Linked DNA regions of Mus musculus: regions 2, 3 and 4 are each linked to region 1. A link is a contact called in public Hi-C, HiChIP or PLAC-seq and Micro-C data. All regions are on one chromosome and are shown on one strand. The core of a region is the stretch at or near the end of the contact, and the rest is flanking DNA. Distances in the headings are between cores, read along the strand shown. Region 1 overlaps F13a1 (coagulation factor XIII, A1 subunit). Region 2 has its middle 41 kb from the start of Gm30600. Region 3 has its middle 19 kb from the start of Gm38636. Region 4 has its middle 23 kb from the start of Gm40913.

Evidence for each region. HiChIP or PLAC-seq counts read pairs in DNA pulled down with a chosen protein or histone mark. Hi-C and Micro-C count contacts between places; a contact is called where the count stands out from the background.
Region 2: a contact with region 1 is called in a Hi-C map of bone marrow-derived macrophages, with 34 read pairs. The contact joins two enhancer-like sites. A contact is called at or near these places in 2 of 15 datasets of contacts at CTCF or cohesin (CD8 T cells and the NIH/3T3 cell line), 13 of 484 Hi-C or Micro-C datasets (the C2C12 cell line, Th1 cells, adipose-derived mesenchymal stem cells and 8 more) and 5 of 115 datasets of contacts at active chromatin or transcription factors (CD8 T cells, Th17 cells, acute myeloid leukemia and 2 more).
Region 3: a contact with region 1 is called in a Micro-C map of muscle stem cells, with 8 times the contacts expected there. The contact joins two enhancer-like sites. A contact is called at or near these places in 2 of 484 Hi-C or Micro-C datasets (the N1E-115 cell line and muscle stem cells) and 2 of 115 datasets of contacts at active chromatin or transcription factors (CD8 T cells and pancreatic cancer cells).
Region 4: a contact with region 1 is called in a CTCF HiChIP or PLAC-seq map of CD8 T cells, with 7 read pairs. The contact joins two enhancer-like sites. A contact is called at or near these places in 2 of 15 datasets of contacts at CTCF or cohesin (CD8 T cells and the NIH/3T3 cell line), 14 of 484 Hi-C or Micro-C datasets (the C2C12 cell line, the HL-1 cell line, the N1E-115 cell line and 10 more), 9 of 115 datasets of contacts at active chromatin or transcription factors (CD8 T cells, Th17 cells, embryonic fibroblasts and 5 more) and 1 of 9 other capture datasets (embryonic stem cells).

Annotation. Positions count from the first base shown.
Region 1 is chr13:37,008,233-37,013,211 of GRCm38.p6, reverse strand. The region is part of intron 3 of F13a1 (coagulation factor XIII, A1 subunit); the gene reads left to right. Among named protein-coding and RNA genes, the nearest start is that of Gm30240, 22 kb to the right of the region's middle. Within about 2 kb of position 2,256, at least 36 of the 459 cell types and tissues checked have an H3K27ac peak or open chromatin away from gene starts, as enhancers often do. A contact at or near this core is called in the C2C12 cell line, CD8 T cells, Th17 cells and 3 more, where this site is marked.
Region 2 is chr13:37,287,980-37,292,621 of GRCm38.p6, reverse strand. No RefSeq gene overlaps it. Among named protein-coding and RNA genes, the nearest start is that of Gm30600, 41 kb to the right of the region's middle. Within about 2 kb of position 1,706, at least 68 of the 459 cell types and tissues checked have an H3K27ac peak or open chromatin away from gene starts, as enhancers often do. A contact at or near this core is called in the C2C12 cell line, Th17 cells, bone marrow-derived macrophages and 1 more, where this site is marked.
Region 3 is chr13:36,694,157-36,698,805 of GRCm38.p6, reverse strand. No RefSeq gene overlaps it. Among named protein-coding and RNA genes, the nearest start is that of Gm38636, 19 kb to the left of the region's middle. Within about 2 kb of position 2,290, at least 58 of the 459 cell types and tissues checked have an H3K27ac peak or open chromatin away from gene starts, as enhancers often do. A contact at or near this core is called in muscle stem cells and pancreatic cancer cells, where this site is marked.
Region 4 is chr13:37,308,872-37,313,264 of GRCm38.p6, reverse strand. No RefSeq gene overlaps it. Among named protein-coding and RNA genes, the nearest start is that of Gm40913, 23 kb to the left of the region's middle. RefSeq lists an enhancer at 1-2,299. Within about 2 kb of position 2,749, at least 27 of the 459 cell types and tissues checked have an H3K27ac peak or open chromatin away from gene starts, as enhancers often do. A contact at or near this core is called in CD8 T cells, where this site is marked.

The DNA.
Region 1 (4,979 bases), core at 1,007-3,506:
GGAGGAATGAGTCGCTGCTTGATGATGGGTTGAACTAGCCTATCTGTTTAAAAGGATTTCTTTAGCCTTCCAGGCATCCAGGATCAGGGCTCTGGACCTGCTTCCCTGACTAAGGCTAAACATTCTCTTGGCCACTGCTCTTTTATTTACCATCCTAAAGGTTAAACACAGGGCTTTGTGTAGACCAGACAAGCACTCTTCTGGGAGTTCCATCCCCAGCCCTTGATTGGCTCTTTGAAAGTTTCTTAGCTAAACTACAGGAGAGCTTGTGGTGGTTCCTCCAGTCTCACAATTTACTTTCTGTCTACTGCTATTTACCAGCCTTCATAAGATCACAGCTAATGCATTGTTCAGTGAATTGGTGTGGCACAAAGTCCTACTGCATTCTGCATTCTGGCGTCTCATAGTGTGCATGTATGTATAACAGAAGTTTAGCAAGCTATGCTAGCTCTATTTAGCTTGATTGAAGTTAATTTACCTTTAAGTGACAGGTAAGAATTGCACATTTTCCTAGGGGATAGAGTAATGTTTGAGTACATGTACACAGTGTTGAATATCCACTTCACACACAGATCATCTGTCTTTTCAAACCTACTTCTTCGTGATGACAACATCCAAATCCTCTCTTTGACAAATTTCATTGTCACAATACATTGATTTTGGCTATAATATCATCCAAAGCATTTCACCTATTCACCTGTCTCTTTGTCTCCATTAGTCAATCTCTATATTCCTCCTTGTTCTATCCCTCCCTAGGCCCCAGTAACCAGGATTATATTCTACTTCTGTGAGCTTAGCTTTTTCTATTCTGAGTGACTTCATGTCTTATCTGTATTACCATATCTGGACACTTATTTAAAATTATGAATCTAAGCCCATTGGTATTTTTGGAAATGCCAGGGTTTCACTCTTTCATCACTAAATATTATTCCATTGAACATATGAATTATTTTAATTTTTCCTTTTACCAACAGTGTTGTGAACACTGATGGAAAGAATGTAAAGGTACAAATGGTTGTTGTGCATACCGATCTCATGTCCTTGAGTGCACACTGGTATTCTAAACCTGTCTTTAGACCAATGGTTCTCAGCTTTTGGGTCATTCCAACCCTTGGGTGGATGACTCTTTCACAGGGGTTACCATCTGAAAACACAGATATTTACATTATGATTCATAACAGCACTAAACTTACAGTTATGAAGTAGCAACACAAATAATTTTGTGGTTAGAGATCACCACAGCAGGAGGAACTGTATTAAAGGGTCACAGCATTAGGAAGGTTGAGAACCACTGCTTAGGAGTCAGTTCCAGACAGAGTAATAGGAATTCTGGAAACAGTTACTCAATAGTTAACAGGCTAGCAGTCTGGAAGGAGACTGCAGGCAAAAGCTGTCGAGTAAAGTCTCAGACAAGGCAGGTAGGTCTAGAGAAGAAAGTTGAGGAATTAGGAGTGTTTTTTGAGGGTAAGAGCCATGACTGGCCTGTATGTGTGAAGGGGTTTGTTCATGAAAGCCAAATGGCTTGTTCTCCAATGTACACTAGCTTTAATAGAAAAAAAAATTCCTTCATGGATTAAAGCCCCTTTCTATATTCAGAGCTTAGGCAGGATGCACTCTCCAGGCACAGAGATGGAGGTCAATTCTAGATAGCCTGTGAGCACCGAATCTCCATAATGAAGCCAGTCTGCTAATGGTTGGTAACTTATTTTCTGATTTCTGGTGATGGGCTGGGACATCTGGATTCTCTACATAGCACATTATTATCCTCCCCAAACATCCATTTCATTGTGTTAGAGTCCAATGCAAACCTAGAAAAACTTTTATTAAATGATCAGAATCTTATTAACATGATCAAATCCAATTAAGTCACCATTAGTTTTCAAGAGCATTTTGAATCAGCTCAAGAAAACGTGCAGGCCTCTGTAGAGACAAGAGTTAAAGAGATTTTGCCAGGACCTGTTTCTTCTACAGACTAACCAAAGTGCCTCTGGGAAGGCTCTAGAAGGGAGAGATAGACAGCCTATCTAGAAATATAATTTCCTGCTTGGAGCTGCGAAAGAAAACGTAAATTTCAAAACAGGTTTCTGGAGGAGATATGTAAAATGATAATAAGATGAGTTATAATAAAATCAAGTATTTAATCTTAAGCATTCATTTAAATGGAAAGCAGACATTATGTTCATGAGTCATAACTTGAGCAGCTGTTGTCATCTGCCTAGCCTGTGCTCATGTAGAGCTTCAGCTCTGTGTATGACGAAACAGGAAGTGCTCCCAGAACGGCAGGCTGAGTTCATCTATTGTGAGTATGCTCTGCATGGAGATATATTGACAGCAGTTTCTCTAATTCAAAGAGAAGTCCCTGTGACAGTAGCTAGTCCTTTTCTGTCAGCTCTTGCTCATACATTTACTCAAACTGGCTCTTTCCGATGACTGGCTGCAGCTCTGGAGAAAGCAGCATCCTAAAAACACATGACCACTTGATGAGGGAATGTGGAGAGACAAAGTGAAAAGTGTAGAGAGATGGCACAAGGGGCAGGAAAGGTTGGGTGCCATGAGTCAGTGGTGACTAAAAGATGATGCTGAAGGTTGAATCTGTAGTCAAGGCAGAAGGGAGGAGTTGAAAGAGGAGACGGGTCCAGAGTCAACTGTCTGATGAATTAACAGGATTAGCCATGCTGATAAGCATGTTTCTATAAATACTTTAACACCCATTGCTGCTCATAGGTAAAGCTGATGTCCATCACAAGGTACATTTCATGAAGTAACAACATAATACTTTTATACACAAATTATACATAATACACAAAATTATAGTCGCTTTCCCCACCATACATATTTTGCATGTATAGAAATTGTCTGCACACAATAAGGACTTTAGATACCCTCCCACATAAGGTTAGCCAGGATCTGACAGAATTGAATGGAACATGATCTGGGACACAAGGAGAGTCTAGGATGGGTGTTGGAAATGCTGGCATACAGAAGAATTAAATGTATTGTCCTTAACAACCCTAAGATATATGTGTATGAAATCAGGGAAGTTTCTAGAAATCTAGAGGAATATGTCAGGGGGCAGAGAGTGGAGAGAGAATCTTATAGTGAACAATATGGACACATTCCCAAATGTATGAAAACTCTGTTTCTATGAGAGAAAGAAAGCATCAGGAGCCAGGAACATTTGATTGGATAGGGTGTATCATTGGTTGGCCTTAGAATTGCATGGTGGCTAAATTCATCAGAGGTCAGATAAAGCTGAGATCCTCATTAAAGATGAAAACATGTAGAGAGGAGAAAACCTACCTATAAGGACTGGTTTCCTGAGCAAACTGGAATGGAGCTAGGAAATGAATCCATCAAGCACTGGAGATGATATATGGATCCTTTCCAACCTCTTCACAGTGGAGACAAGAGGCTCAAGCTCCTTCTGCCTTCTAGTAAAGAGCCAAGCCAGCCTCTGCACCTGTCTGAGATATGCAGGGTATGCAGGTGGCTGTAGACACTCAAGATTCTGGGTGGAGGTTGGTTGGTTTAGCTAGTAGAAAACATAAAAAGATAACTTGCAGGGAAAATAGGCCTCACTAGTAGGAACTACCAGAAACTTGGAGAAAACAAGGGGATAAATGGGCCCAATCACATGCCTCTGAGGCTCTAACACTGTGTAGTCTGACTACAGGAGGCACGTGCAATGGCATATGGATATCCAGAGACCAAACACTATTGTCCAAGCCTCTAAATTAGTCGTTCTCAACCTTCCTAATGCTGTGACCTTGCAATATAGTCCCTCTTGCTATGGTGACCCACTCAACAACAAAATTATGTCATTGTTACTTTATAACTATAATTTATAACTGCTGTTATAAATCATAACGTAAATATCTGATATGCAGGATATCTGATAGGCAACCCCTGTGGGGTTCTCAACCCACAGACTGAAAACCACTACTTTAAAGAATTGCATGGAGCTTGTTGAGTAGTTCAAGCCACAAACTTCATCTGACCCAGTCTTCCCTAGCAAAAGTAAATGTCTCCACATGTCATCTCCCCAAAGCAGCCACATTACAACTCATTCCAAGAAAGTTGGTGTCATCTGATAGTAGTGACAAGAGTTTGACATATTCTTAACCTTTTAATATCTGTGAGAGTAATTGTACTGACTCTCATTTCATGTTTATACTTTGTAGGCAAGAGTGACTTAACCACACTAACCTGCCAGAGTGTGGTTATATTTACTACATAGGATGTGAGGAGAGCACAGGGTTCTTCACATTCCGTAGACACTGCCTTATTAAAGGATCTTTTCAGATGTCAGGCCCATGGTCCAGTCATGAATATTGGGATAATCCAATAATCACTATCTGTGTTTCCCATGGTTCCTCACCAAAAGGAGAAAATAGATGTGATGAGCTCAGACTAAGTATAGTACAAGCAAGGCAACAAACTGGAGATCTTTAGTGTGAGAGCAAGAGATGGTTTGGAGAAGCAAGATGAGATAGGTTATGGACTAAATGTATGTGTTCCCTCCAACTCTTATATTGATATTCTATCCCCCAGTGTGATGGTATTTGGAGATGGAGCTTTTGAAGATGATTATGAGGGTGGAACATTCTTGAATGAAGTTAGTGCCCTGCCCAGAAAAGGACAAGACCAGACATACATATTTTCTTTCTTTGCCAATCACACAGGGACATAAAGCGAAAATACCATGAATCAAGAAGTTGACCCTCACTGGGAACTAAGTGTCCCAGCACCTTGATCTTTAAGATCTCAGCTTCCAGAAGTATGAGAAATATTCTTCAGTAGTTTGAGTCACCCAGGCTACCGTATTTTGCTACAGTTGCCAAGCTGATGAATCTCAGCATCAAGGACTGAGATGTTGGGCCCTTCCTGTAGTCAGGTAGCAAGGTGTATGACACCTCACACTGTGGCAGTGAGTGGCCTGCAGAGAAAGGCATCAGCAGGACTTTATTTGGGGGGAGAGG
Region 2 (4,642 bases), core at 457-2,956, 280 kb before region 1:
AATATTTGTAATAGGTTCTTCCCTAGAGCTTATGATACACTAAGCCCTAGGTTTTTGGCTCAGTTAACTGCAGTAGGCATGAGTTCCATCTTGTGGGGTAGACCTCAAATACAATCAGAAAATGGTTTGCTACTCCAGAGACATTCATGCCACTATTACACTATTGTGTTTTAGTGGCTGCCAGGCTGGTCATTGCTGTAGCTTACAGGAGTCACAGCTGAGTAAACCGTTACTTTTCTCCCACAGTAATATGGACAATGCCTCTGATTCCATGACTGCTAGCCAGTAGGGATGAAGTATTCAGGGCAGTATCAGTTGATTTCTCCGTGTTCTATGGCTCAAGTATTTTCAGCAACAGGATCTTACCATCAAGTTTAGGAGGGTAACAAAGACTGATGGCATAGGTTATTTTGGTTTTGGTGAGGGGGTGTCTATGAGATTTATTACCAACATGAAGAGACACAATTTACACTGGACGCTGTTTTCTTGTTTTTTTTTTTTTTTTTTTTTTTGATAACTTATGGCATCTGGAAGATGTTTTGTCCCTAGGTATAGGGTAATTCCACTTATTTTATACATGTATATGTGTATGTGTTTGTGTACATGTTTTTGAAGCTCACACAATAGTAGGTTTCCATAGATCATGATATGTCTATGTGTGCACATGTGCATTTGAGTGCCAGTGGCCACCAGCATAAAGAGTTAGATCTTCTAGGGCTAGATGCCCAGGTGGTTGTGAGCAGAAGTCTGACATGGGTGCATTGTTCTTGAACTGTTCAAGAGCAGTGAGTGCTCTGAAGGCTAAGTTGTCCCTTCAGCCCCAGTCCCCCTTCTTTATAGCTCCTGACTGTTCATGCAAGGACATGTCCTACTCTGTAGTTTGTTCAGTTCTTGAAAGGATAATGCTTCCTGAAAGGATAATGCCTCCTCTAGATTTGCATTTAACATTTCGTGGAGCTATTTATAATCTCAAGTTTTCCCAGTGTGGCCTTTGCTCTGGCTGGACTACCTAATTATCACACCGTGTTAAAGAAACCAAGCTCATTAGAACCATCTCTTTTGGATTCTTTTTTGCTTCCTCTTAACCCTGGCTAGCTGTGTTATGAGTATATGATTTTGAATGGGGAAATATAGCGGCATGCTTGAAAAACTTCAAATCCTTAGAAAATACCTCAAGAGTCATCTGCTTACTAAGGGTCTAATTTTCAAATATAAAGGACAGGACCTGATAGCTATTTGTAGCTCATTTAGGGTAGTTAATGAGGAGTTATCTAATGAAGAGGCTGAGCAACAGCCTAAGAGTCCTCTTGAATAGGCTTAATCATCTTTGTCTGATGATAATCTATTCATCTTTTTTTTTTAAACCTACCCAAAAGGATACTGAGGAGGTGACTGATTTAGAAATTTAGTAACATATTCAATCCAGTTTGGATTGGTTTTGTATACTGAAAAGGAATCACTGTTTAATAAGTGTGCTTCTACTATATAATTCACAGAGAAGAGAAACATGCTATTTAAGAAAAAGAAACATATTAGATGAGCTCGGGATTGTTAAGTAGCTTCCTAAGTGTTTGGCAATCTTATAATTTTCCCCTTGCTTTGTCTGCATATCTCACTTTTCTTTCCAGACTTGGTTGGGTTCTTTTAAAAGTCATCGTCTCCTGAAGCATGTAATTTTAAGTAACAAGACAGTGAAGTGACATATTGCAACACTGGAATTGTTGAGTCAGCCCTTCATAATTTCACAACTGTTAAAATACTCACACTGGAAACTATGACTAACTCCCTCTAATTCTCAAAAGCCCTCTCAAGAGAAAACTCACATTTTGTGCTACTCAAATGCCATCAAAATGACTCCCTTCTGGCTCCTAGTTCAGCTCAGCAGGCAGCTAGTAGAATAGCAGGTTGGTGCCTGTAAGCAGCTGTGGGCTGCATTAAAAGCTCGCCAGTAATTGTGTCTGAGAGATGAATAGGGCAGAGCCCACTACAGACTCAAGGTTGAAAAAAAAACCCAACAACAACAATGCTTAACAGATTCTGTTATGATTGCATCTTACAAGACATCCACCAATATTTAAGAATGTAAAAATCACTGGTTTTGATGGAGTTTGATGATGCTTTAAAAGGCATGTGTCAGATGCTGAAGTTTAGGGAAATTACAAAATTGAGTTCTTGAGATTCCTCTAAAATCCCCCCCCCCATTTTATTTTAGGGGTATGGGTGTTTTGCCTGCATGTAACTCTGCACAGCACTTGAGGTCTTGGTGCCCAGGGAGGCCAGAAGAGAGTCTCAAATCCCCATAGGACTGAAGTTATAATGGGTAGGAGCTGCCATGTGGATCCTTATGAAATTTATCCAACAAAATGCTTTAGCGCTATTGAAGGTGCTTTTAAAGTCCTCACAGATTACCCAAGTCCCTCTTGCCTTACAGAAATCTTCATCTGGTGAACCAGTTTGTTCAGCCAGAGCCACAGGCCCAGCCAAAGGTACTTGCTGTCTTATTTGTATATGTATTAAGGAGCTGATATTTCTGGTCTTTAAAAAAATGCCCTCTCTGAGTTGTCTGATGTGGATACAAGCATTGCAGTCACTTTTTGACTAACAATTAAAACAGGTCCTGAGAGATGTACCATCAAATTCAGGTGACTTCCTGTGTGAAAACCCTGTGGATCTCTTACACAAGCCTAGATGCTGGAGGTCAGTCAGGGAATATGGCCACTTAAAGCGACAGAGACACAGCAAAGACAAGACTGGGGGAGCTGTTGCCAGCGTCCCAGGGTGCACTTTCACAATCAACACTCTTTAAATAAGTAGGGGTATTCTCCACATGACCAAGAAAAACACGCTATTATCAATTGCATAAACAACCCAATAAATACAGATAAATGCATAAACAGCAAGCCAGCCACATAATTAATTGGTTGTTATCATGATCAAATACTACATGCTTTCTGTTATTTCATGTGTCACTATGCTGCTTTTATTAAACAATTTTTACATACAACATTTTTGATCATATTATCTCCCTTCCCCAATTTCTCCTGGATCTCCCCACCTCTCTATATGTTCTCTCTCTCTCTCTCTCTCTCTCTCTCTCTCTCTCTCTTTCTCTCTCCTCTGCCTCTGCCTCTCTCTCTCAAAACAGAAAAACAAACAAACAAAAAACAACCAACCAATCAATCAATCAATCAATCAATCAATCAAACAAACAAACAAACAAAAGATTCTGGAACTAAACACACATCACCTTAAAAGCCCACAGAGTCTGTTTTGTGTTGGTCACCTTCTTCTGGGCATGGGATCTGCCCTGGAGTGTGGTTCTTTGAAGATAACTGACTTTTCCTCTCCCAGCAGGTATCAATTACAAACAGCTTTTTGGTTAGGGGAGGGGTTTTGTCTTCACTTCTTCTCAGTGGTGGTGTGTGGTCTGGTTTGGACCTTTGCAAGTCTTGTGCACGCATGCTGCCACAGTCTCTGTGAGTTCATGTTTATCAGCCCTATTGTGTCTGGAGGATGCTCTTTCCCTTAGAGTGAGTCATCAGACACCTCTGGCTTTTACACTCCTTCTGTCTCCTCATCTGAATAGTCTCCTGAGCCTTGAGTGAAGACTTTGATAAAGGCATCCCATATAGAGATGAGTTCTCCAAGGTCTCTCTCTGCACATTGTCCGGTTGGTCTCTGTGTTAATTCCCACCTGCTGCAAGAAGAAGCTTCCAGATTAGGGCTGATCGATGAAGTGATCTGTGGGGATAGCAATGTGTCACTAGGAGTCATTTTCTTTCTATGATTGGCCACCAGAGTGGTAGGTATGCTGATACCAACAGTGCTGAAGCCAGGTAAGGAAACATGTAATGTCACCAGGCTAAAGGAACAAATCATCATTGTCATTATGATTTATGGGATCCTGTCTATGGGGGCCCATCATCAACTCAAATGCTATATGGCACATGGCTAATACTACATTACAGGTTTCACAGATAAGAACACTGAAGTGGTGGGTAGTTAAGTAGCCTCATTTTACAAATGGGAAGACTGTCTCATTAATTTCAATCTTTGTTGCTTGTGTCAGGTAGTGTCTATGGTGTGCCCAGATCACCCTCTGTACTGGCTAGTTTTGTGTCAACTTGACACATCTGGAGGAAATGCCTCAACTGAAGCTTCTTTTTCTGTGGCTACCTGTTGGCTCAGAAGTCTTTGCTCACAGGGCTGGATCTTGTGGAAGCTCCTGCCTTGTATCCCTAACCTGGTGGAAAAATTCACATCCTGGTCCTTTATTCTAGAGCAATCAACTTTATGCTTGACGTAAGGACAGCAGGTCCTTTGGCCTTGGGTAAACTTACTTCTGACCTACCCCTTGCTACCTACTTGGAAGAAGAAAAGGACAGAGAAGCCTCTAAGCTAAGGCATGGAGACTTCACACTCAACTTTGTCCTCTATGTGTTAGATTTTGAACTTATCTCACCTAAACTCTTTTCCTCCCTAAATGGGGGACCTCTGTTTAAAAAATTACACGTGTCAACATACTGGAGATGTTTTATAATGTCTGAAGTGCTTCACACACACATGATTCATGTCTGATTCCACAGTCCCCGCTGTGACTAGGTTTAAAGATGCTCCATGTTTGGATCAATATTCAAAGAGG
Region 3 (4,649 bases), core at 1,041-3,540, 310 kb after region 1:
GCCCAGAAACTTAGACTACCCAAGATACAATTTACAAAACACATGAAACTCAAGAAGAAGGAAGACCAAAGTGTGGATACTTCGTTCCTTCTTAGAATGGGGAACAAAATAACCATGGAAGAAGTTACAGAGACAAAGTTCAGAGCTGAGACAGAAGAAAGTACTATCCAGAGACTGCCCCACCTGGGATCCATCCCATATACAACCACCAAACCCAGACACTATTGCACATGCCAGCAAGATTTTGCTGACAGGATCCTGATATAGCTCTCTCTGGTGAGGCTATGCCAGTGCCTGGCAAATACAGGAGTGAATTCTCACAGTCATCTATTGGATGGAACGCAGGGCCCCTAAAGAAGGATCTAGAGAAAGGAACCAAGGAGCTAAAGGGGTCAGTAACCCTATAGGAGGATCAACAATATGAACTAACCAGTACCACACAGAACTGTGTCTCTAGTTGCATATGTGGCAGAGGATGGCCTAGTCGGCCATCAATGGGAGGAGAGGCCCTTGGTCTTTCGAAGATCATATGCCCCAGTACAGGGGAATGCCAGGGCCAGGAAGCAGGAGTGGGTGGGTTGGGGAGCAGGGCGGGGGAAGGGTATAGGGGACTTTGGGGATAACATTTGAAATGTAAATGAAGAAAATATCTAATAAAATGTATTTAAATAAAAAAAAAGAAATTGGCAGAGGTTGGCTTAAGGTGGGCCACTCATTGTGGAGGTCATCATTGTAGGAAACCCATCTGTCCTCATCCTTTGAGTGATGAGGTTGGTTTTATTGTTTCTGTGGCTGGGAAAATTCCCAAGATATATCCAGTAATCTACAAGGGGCTCTGGGTTCAAGTGATGGGGTAGTGCACATAGGGGCCCACTTTCTGCCATTGTGATGCTACCATGTGTGGATATCTTTTAAATGCACTAAAAACCTAAACACTGATGTGACCACACTGTATGCTTACAACTTGGTTACCTTCTCTTCTTTTTATTAAGGGGCCTCAAGCAGGTGGACTTTCTTAACCTTCCCCCTCTCCCAAAACCCACTCACGTGGGATGCTTCTTTAATTGTCTTTCCCACAGTGGATTACACTGAATCATGATAGAAAGTGAATCAATTCCTCACTGGCCTCTTATAAAGTCCTAGAGCTGTACAGGATCAACAGAAGACAGGCTAGGACCTATGTCCCCAGCCCAGACGCTCCATTTTCCTACAGCAAAGAGAGAAGAAGAATCATTGTGATTTAGCATGTCCCCCAAGCCCTTCACTTGCTAGAACTGAATCTGCTTAGATACAGGTTCCATCCGGATGGCTCTATGCCTTGTGCATTATATTGTATTTCAGGCATAACATGTGGACCTGCCCACTTGCAGGATGCTGAGGGTTGTCTCATATGTACCTCCTTCTAAGCCAGGTCACCAGGAATGGACTTTCATTCCCTGGCTTTAACAGCTACTGATGATCATCACCCAGGTCTGTTATTTTAATGAGTGTTGCAAATAGGTCATTTTCTAACATTCCTCCTGTGTCTATTTAATAAGATTTTTATTTTATAAAAGACTTGTTGTTGACTGGTTGTTTAATAAACTGAGCACAGATAGGCGGGATAAATGTTTTATTCTTTACTCGTATTTATCCATCTGCAGAATAATGAGTTGGTACCCCGATGACTTCCAAATGGAGTTAACCACTGAATTGTGAAGGGCTGTGTTGAAGTATGTTGTTTTACTATGGAATGAAACTTGTATATTTTTATATACTTGATATGTTTCAGCATATTTTGTCATTATTTTTCTTTAAGTTGTCTCACCCTTGACACATAGACTTATTTATTTTAACCTCAGCACTCTGGTCTTTGTTTCTGTTTCTTTTCCTTTTTTTTTTTTTTTTTTTTTGCCTTGTCTCAATTTGTACATTTTTTTTAAAACCTGTGTCTGGAAATGGCCACTTTTCTAAGAAAACCAGATATTGTTTAAATCATAAAGGATGTCTACAGTGCCCAATCTGTAGATTTCAGATTTTCAGCCTTTTCTCTAGAGTCAGCTTGCTCTCTCACAAATCCAAGGTTGGGCACTGCCAGATTTCTCCTGAAATGTGGGTGGTGTATGTTGTCTCACCGTTAACATTTTCCAACACACTTCACTACAGTGAGGATCCAGCTTTCCACGTGGGCCTGGAGCTTAGGGATTCCTGCACCAGACTCTGTTCCATTCTCACTGCAGATCCGAAGGGCCCCGAGGACAACAAGAGGGTAGTCCCAGCTCTTAGAGGAGTTCATGGTCACTTGCCTTAGTCATCACTGGAGATGGGCCAGAAGCTCTGCCAAAGCGTGAGTGGTCAGACACGCAGGCACCAGGGTTGGTCCTTATCTGCCCTTTACCAGCACCGTAATCCATGATTCACCTCCACAAATGACCACAGGCTCCCGTGTACCAAAGGGGATGATAACAACAGCTTTTTGGGGTCCTTGGGGGTGTGGTAAAGTAGAAGATCCACAGCAACTAGCCTACCCTAAAGTATGACAAATGGTGATTCCTTGCCCTTCCTTGGATCGTTCGCCCTCCGTTACATAACGAGAAGGGGCAAGATCTAAATATTTTGAGCTCTTCCTGAAGTACTGATGCTATTTTTACCTGTCCTTTCACAAAAAAAGGTTACAGCCTTGTCCTGTTGTCGGAGAGAGGGCAGCCCTGAGTCACTTCCTCCCTTCCTGGGCTGGTCCTTCTGTGCTAGGCTGGCCAAGGGCCAGGCTGCTCCCCGAGAGCTGCCCAAGCCACTGGGGCTCGTGCTCAGTGACATTCACAAAGATTTAAAAAAAAAAAAACGTACTAGCTTTGTGGGGGACTGGGCTGACCTCCCACTTCCTGAATTGATCACGATTTTTACTTTCCAGACATCCTCTTCCTGAAATGGATGAGTGTTCCACCCCACAGCAGCAAACATTAGCAGGTGGCTGAGATTCAAACTTAAGGCTGACAACTTTAGACTCCAAGCAAATGGCACGATTCCCTTTTCTTTCAAAATGTAGATGAATTTCTGTTTAGCAGTATTGGGAGTCCTGGGGGTGGGGATGGGGGGGTAGAATCCAGAGCCTCGAACACACCCATCACCAGGCAACACTTTATTTAAAGACAAGAACCAGTTGCAGCTGTGGTTTGTAGCTCCAGCCAGCCCTCAGAATGCTACAAAGAATGCAATAGTGCTGATTTGTAACCTGGGATTGGAACAGTTTGTAGATGCTAATAACATTGAATGTCCACTGACAAATGAGTGGTCCATGGAGAATGCCAATGGAAGGGTGGGAATCTGTGTCTTGTTGGCTGGAGTGTTCAAACTGTTTTTTTCAAGCGTTGACTCTTTAGCGTTAGTGTACCCTGGGTGTCAGTCACAGGAGGTCTGTATCCATACAAGCGGGCTGGGCTAGAACCCCGTTGAAGGTTTTCCAGCAGATTGGCATCTTGGCCATGTTGGCACCACAAGAAATATTGTCCAGCAGCACTTGGGAGAAAGAACTTGAGTCACAATAAATAGGAAAGGCTGGCAGATTCCAAGGCAAGATGTTGGGAGCTGGATAGCCATTGTAGTATTTTGAATATGCTTGGCCCAGGGAATGGTGCTATTAGGAGGTGTGGCCTTGTTGGAGTAGGTGTGGCCTTTTTGAAGGAAGTGTGTCACTTTAGGGGTGGGCTTTGAGATCGTCCTAACTGCCTAGAAGAGTCAGTCTTCTGCTTGCCTTTAGAACAATGTAGACCTCTCAGCTCCTTCAGTGCTATGCCTGCCTGGAGGCTGCCAAGCTTTCCACCATCATGAAAATGGACTAAACTCTGAACCTCTAAGCCAGTCCCAATTAAATGTTCTTTTGAAGAGTTGTGTTGGTCACGGTGTCTCTTCACAGCAATCGAAACTCTAAGGCAGCCATTAAGAATGATGCTGATGGCGACGGCATGAAGTTCAAGGAGAAGGGCTTTGCCGCCTTCCATGATCCCTGGCTTAGGACTCTCAGTCTCTATACCGAACCCCTTGGTGTTGTCTCTTGGCTTGTTGAAGATTTTAGATATAGGTCTTCATTTCATTAATCAGAGTAATGACTCACATTTGTTATGCATTTGCTATGACCCAGGCACATATCTAAGAAGGCTTCACCTTCCCACTAAGAAAACAGAAGCTCAGAGAGGCTAAGTGACATGTCTAAAGCCACACTCTCAGTATGAAGCAAAAATATTAGAACTTTTAGATGATCCCATCTCCCATTTTTATCCTTGATACAACCATGTGAGAAGCCTGTATCCTACCTGGGCAAGAATTCACCAGCTTTAGGTTTAGTGAGGGTCACAGGGTAGACATTGTTCTCGCTAGTATCGGTTTTCTGCTCTCGAGGATAAGATGTCTAAAGTTCTGTCTTTACCATGCTTCTCTGATCTATGATTGGTGATTAGTTGGTGACTCCATAGAATGAGTTAGTCCTATGGATTTGTGGCTTCACTGTCAGATCTATTACCATCCCCTCTTTGAGGACAGGACTTCATCTTTACTTTGCAAACCTCCCTTTCCCAGTTTTTGGTGTCAATGGGTATCAAGGTCTCGTTAATACAAAAGGAAGAAATCATCAACTCCATCAGTGGTTGCTGAACAACGCTGGCAATCAGCATGAA
Region 4 (4,393 bases), core at 1,500-3,999, 300 kb before region 1:
GTAAAGCAAAGAACAGAGGAGTGACTAAGGGAGCCAGGGAGATGCCTCTGAAGATGGGACCCTATGCTTATAGGCAGTGTGAAGCCTGTTCCTTAGTCTTGAAGGAATGGAAACTCAGAAGAATGCAAGCGGGCTCTGAACACACAGATGATTCTGCAGTTGAATTCCGGAGGGAGAAACACCTCGGGGAGGGGCTGTCAAGTGAACAACTTAGACGGACCCAGGAAAGATCACATAAGGAGTCCTGCTTCAAGACTGTCAAAGCCATTGGGTCTTTTAGGTTTAAATTCAATTCTGCAATGGGGTGAAATGTAAGGTATTAGTTTTAGGAAGGACCCTTGCTTACTTGGTGATTCACCTGTGAATAACAGCAAAACCCCAAATCCGAGAAACAATGCATCAGGCAATACTAGATCCGCAGCCAGCCAGCATCCCGCCCCTCAAGAAAAAAATTGCAGACCATGACATCATTCCTCTGGTCTCCCCACACCTGCTCGAGTCCCTCGATGATACCACCAGATGGCGATGTTGGCCTAAGTTGTAGTACATTCTCTAGTCCTGGGAAAGCCTGACCTGAATATAAAACTTCCCTAATCACCACATTTGATTCCCCAGCAGAACAGCACAAAAAAACCTACTGCGGATTCCAAAGAGGCCAACATGGCATCTCACTACATTGCGTGGTCCGCAGACCAGACATCGGTGCATATTAAAGTGTGATTGCAAGAAAACAACTTTAAAATTCAGAGTCCAGGAGTGGCCCCCCGCTCCCCCGCCTCCCGCGCCTAGTCTCGCTTTGCGCTCCCTACCCCCACCCACGGTCCAGCAATCTCGGACGTGAGGCTTTTCTGCAGCCGCAGCGGCATGGCTGGCAGTGTGGCGCGGAGGTGGCAAGCTCTAGGGACCCACGCAGCGTCTGTCTGTGCAGTGCCCAGATGGCAGGGGCTGGAGAGGCCTCCAGAAACCTGCAACTCAGTAGCATTTCCCCAACTGGATCTCTGTCATCCTCCCAGGCCACCCCAGCTCAAGAGAACCTACCCCATCCAGAACTTCAGGAGGCAGCTTGGGGCCAGCAAAGGTGGGAGGTGGTGGCATGAAAGTAAGGTCTAGTTAGGATGACCAGTCTCCAGGGTTAGAAGTTTTATAGCTTACAGGGCTTCCACGATCCCAGGTGCCCACCCAATTGGTATTGCTTCCACTAGTAGGTCGCGCCTTGTGTAGGACAGTGTATGATGGGCAAGATGGACCGCAGGCGCCTGCTAGAGAGTGACACTCTGGCTCCCAGTAGCTTGCACCAAAAGGTCCGATGACTGTCTCTGGTCCCCAGCAGTCAAACCTCGGTGGTACTTCTAGGCCTCATAGGCGCGTGCTCATGGCGCACGCACAAAGCCCAGCGGTGCAGTGCTCCCCGGCAGGCCTGGGCTGGCCCCCTCGAAGCGACCAGACGGTGTCTCACAGCGGGCTTGTCCCCGCCGAGGTCATCTGCTAGGCGCAGCTGGGCCGCGGAAAGTAAGAAGCTGATGAATTTTTCATCGCGATTCCCTTGGCTGTCGATCTGAAGGCAGTTTCTGGGGCAGCAGCCTTTAAGGACCTGTCTGTGCCAAGGGCAGCCCCTCCCCCACCGCTCTAATTACTGATAGACAGGAGAAGCTGGTCCCAGGTCCCCTCCTGCTCCTCCAGGGCGTGTCCTGGTCCCTCTGGCTTTGTTTGATTTCTGAGCATTGGGCGAGTGGGAAAGGAGGGATGAGGAAGAGCGCCTGTCTAGTTTAATAGCATGTGTAGACAACCTGCCTGGAAAAAGGAACACAGAGGTGCTCAGCTCTGACCTCCAGGAGTTTGCAGGGATCTGCGGGGATAAACTCACAAAATGGAGATGAAAGAGTCTAATGTGGGCCAAGGGCCGGGCTAGTGGGGCTGTGAGTGAGACCGGGGCTCAGGGAGAGACATGGGGAAGGGATAAGTTGAAAGGAAAGGACTCCAACACCCGGGCACAGGAAGGGGCAGAATGAGGGCGGGTCTAACTTTGCGCTCTCGAGGGGACCAGAGGCACACAGGTGCAAGGTGTGGACCTGGATCTACCCAACACATAGGTAGGCCTATCACAGGTCAGAAACCGGCCTTTTCTTGAAAATATGATACAGATATATCAGGAGAAGTCACTATTAGATAAGAACACTGAGGGGCTTTTTGTTCCTGAGTGGGGGAGGGGATGGGGAGGGTGGGAAAGGGTGGGGGAGCGTGGGGGAGGGCTGTGCCAGGTTTTTTTTTTTTTTTTTTGTCACACGGATTGTTTTTGCATAAATGTAAGTTAAAAATACACACTTACATACCATGCACACTGTTGTGTATGGAGATGGTCTCTAGAAATAGTTTTGTTTGTTTGTTTGTTTGTTTAAAAAGGTAATGCAGGTATTTCTAAATTTTGGTGAAATAAACAAAAGAATTCACCCAGAGTCACAATCTTTGTATATGTCCTTATTTTTTCCTTATCTTATTTATTTTTTCTGTGCAGACCTCGTTTCATTGAGACCATTTTTTGTAAGCGCAGTCATTCAATAAATGCTAATAAATAAGAGACCATAGCAGGAACATTCCCTTAATCTCTAAGTAGAGCTGGGCATGGTGGCTCCTGACTGAAATGCCTGCACCTGGAAGGTGGAGGGCGGAGAAGGAGGCTAAAGGCAGTGCTCTAGGCAGGGCTGAGCTCTGTGGAGTTAGAGGTGGAGTTCCGGACCTGGCAGAGCTGGGTGTGACTCTGCTTGAAGAAAGGAAAAGGTGGAAACATCTCAAGGTGCCTGAAGAGGCTTCTCATCTCACCTCCCAACGCTGAGCTGAATCGGAAACAGCTGGTGACAAGGAAGTTGTGGGGCCCAGCATTCCTAGCATCCTCCTCGCCCCCTCCCAGAGTCACCCCGCCCCCCCGCCCCCCCCCTCACATACTCACACCCTTACCAACCTCTTCCTCAGTGGTAGCTGCGGTTCTAGGACTGAGCAATTCCTCTCTACCTTCTATTCTGAAAACCTGTGCAGAGACTGGTAGCTTATCAAATGCGTTCTCATTGCTTTGCTCCTAGGTTTAATTGAATTAATTTTAACACCTGTTATACCTGCTACAAAGATCAAAAAACTGAGCCTCCATTAGAGTTTTCCTCTGAAACATTAAGTGGCCAAATTAAAGATAGAGCAAAGCTACAGGTTTGTTTTTTTTTTTTTTTTTTTTTTTTTTTTTTTTTTTTTTTAAGAAAAGGTGTTATTTGTGAACCGTGAATGTTTGCTGTTTGTTAAATTAGCTTTCACATTTAAAGCCACCAGAAAGACATTTTTATCAAATAAGAGAATGTGCCACCTGCTTTATTTCTTGGGGGAAAAACAGAGAGGGAGGGCTTCCATTTCTGGCTCTGAAGGAGGAGAGCAGAAAAAAGCCTTGTACTAAAAAACCAACGGCTGAATTAAAAAAGTATGAACTAGTAGCTTGAGAGCATCAAAGATGCAATCGAAGATGCGGGACTCTAGAGGGACCAGAATGGCATAGGAGGGCAATGCAGCCAAGTGAGTCCTTTAGAGCTCCTCTTGTGTCATGGGAGCATTTGTTGAGCCATGCAACGGCCTCTGGGGTATAGAATCAAAACAGAGTGACAGTTCCTTGCTTGTCTCCGTCAAAAAAATTGGAGTTCAGGATGCAAGGTTGCCAGGACTTGATGGACCATAAACACATCGAGATGGGAACCAAAGAAAATGGAGTCAGTATGCATTTTTTTTCTCCAAACCATTTCTCAGTCTTTAAGCTGTGCACGTGAAGAGTGAGATGCCAAGAAGCCAAATAAACACAGCTGTCAAGAGGCTTAAAAGCTAAGCCAAGATGCTGGCGTGCTTATAGTTCTGGGAAGGCAGAGCTTATAGTTCTGGCTGCTAAGGGGGAGGAGCCTTATGAAACCCTCATTGTCAGGTGAGTCCTGAAAACCAGTCCATAGGAGTAAGCAAACACAGGATAGTAGCTCTCATATGATATGCAACGTGGGCTGCAAGAGCCTCCACTCTGGCTGGGACACACCCGCACCTGCACACGCACACTCACAACTATCTCCTAGTGTTATATATCCTCCAGCTTTCCTGGAGGAAGATGATGTATTCTAATACCACAGAAGGTATTATATTTAACCCATTGTATTAATACCAGACGAATAATCCAGAGGGTCAGAGGTTCTGGCTGGTGAGGTGAAACAGGAGGGTAGTTTCCTGCCCTGTCAGGAAAAGGGTGGTGCTTCCATGGCCAATCATAAGATCTAGCTCTCGAAACTGATGTGGCCCAAATGTGAGGGAGAGCTGGACCAAGGCATTTAAAAAACTGGCCAGAAAGATCTAAGTAGAAGAGATGCTGGAGTCCATCCTTCCA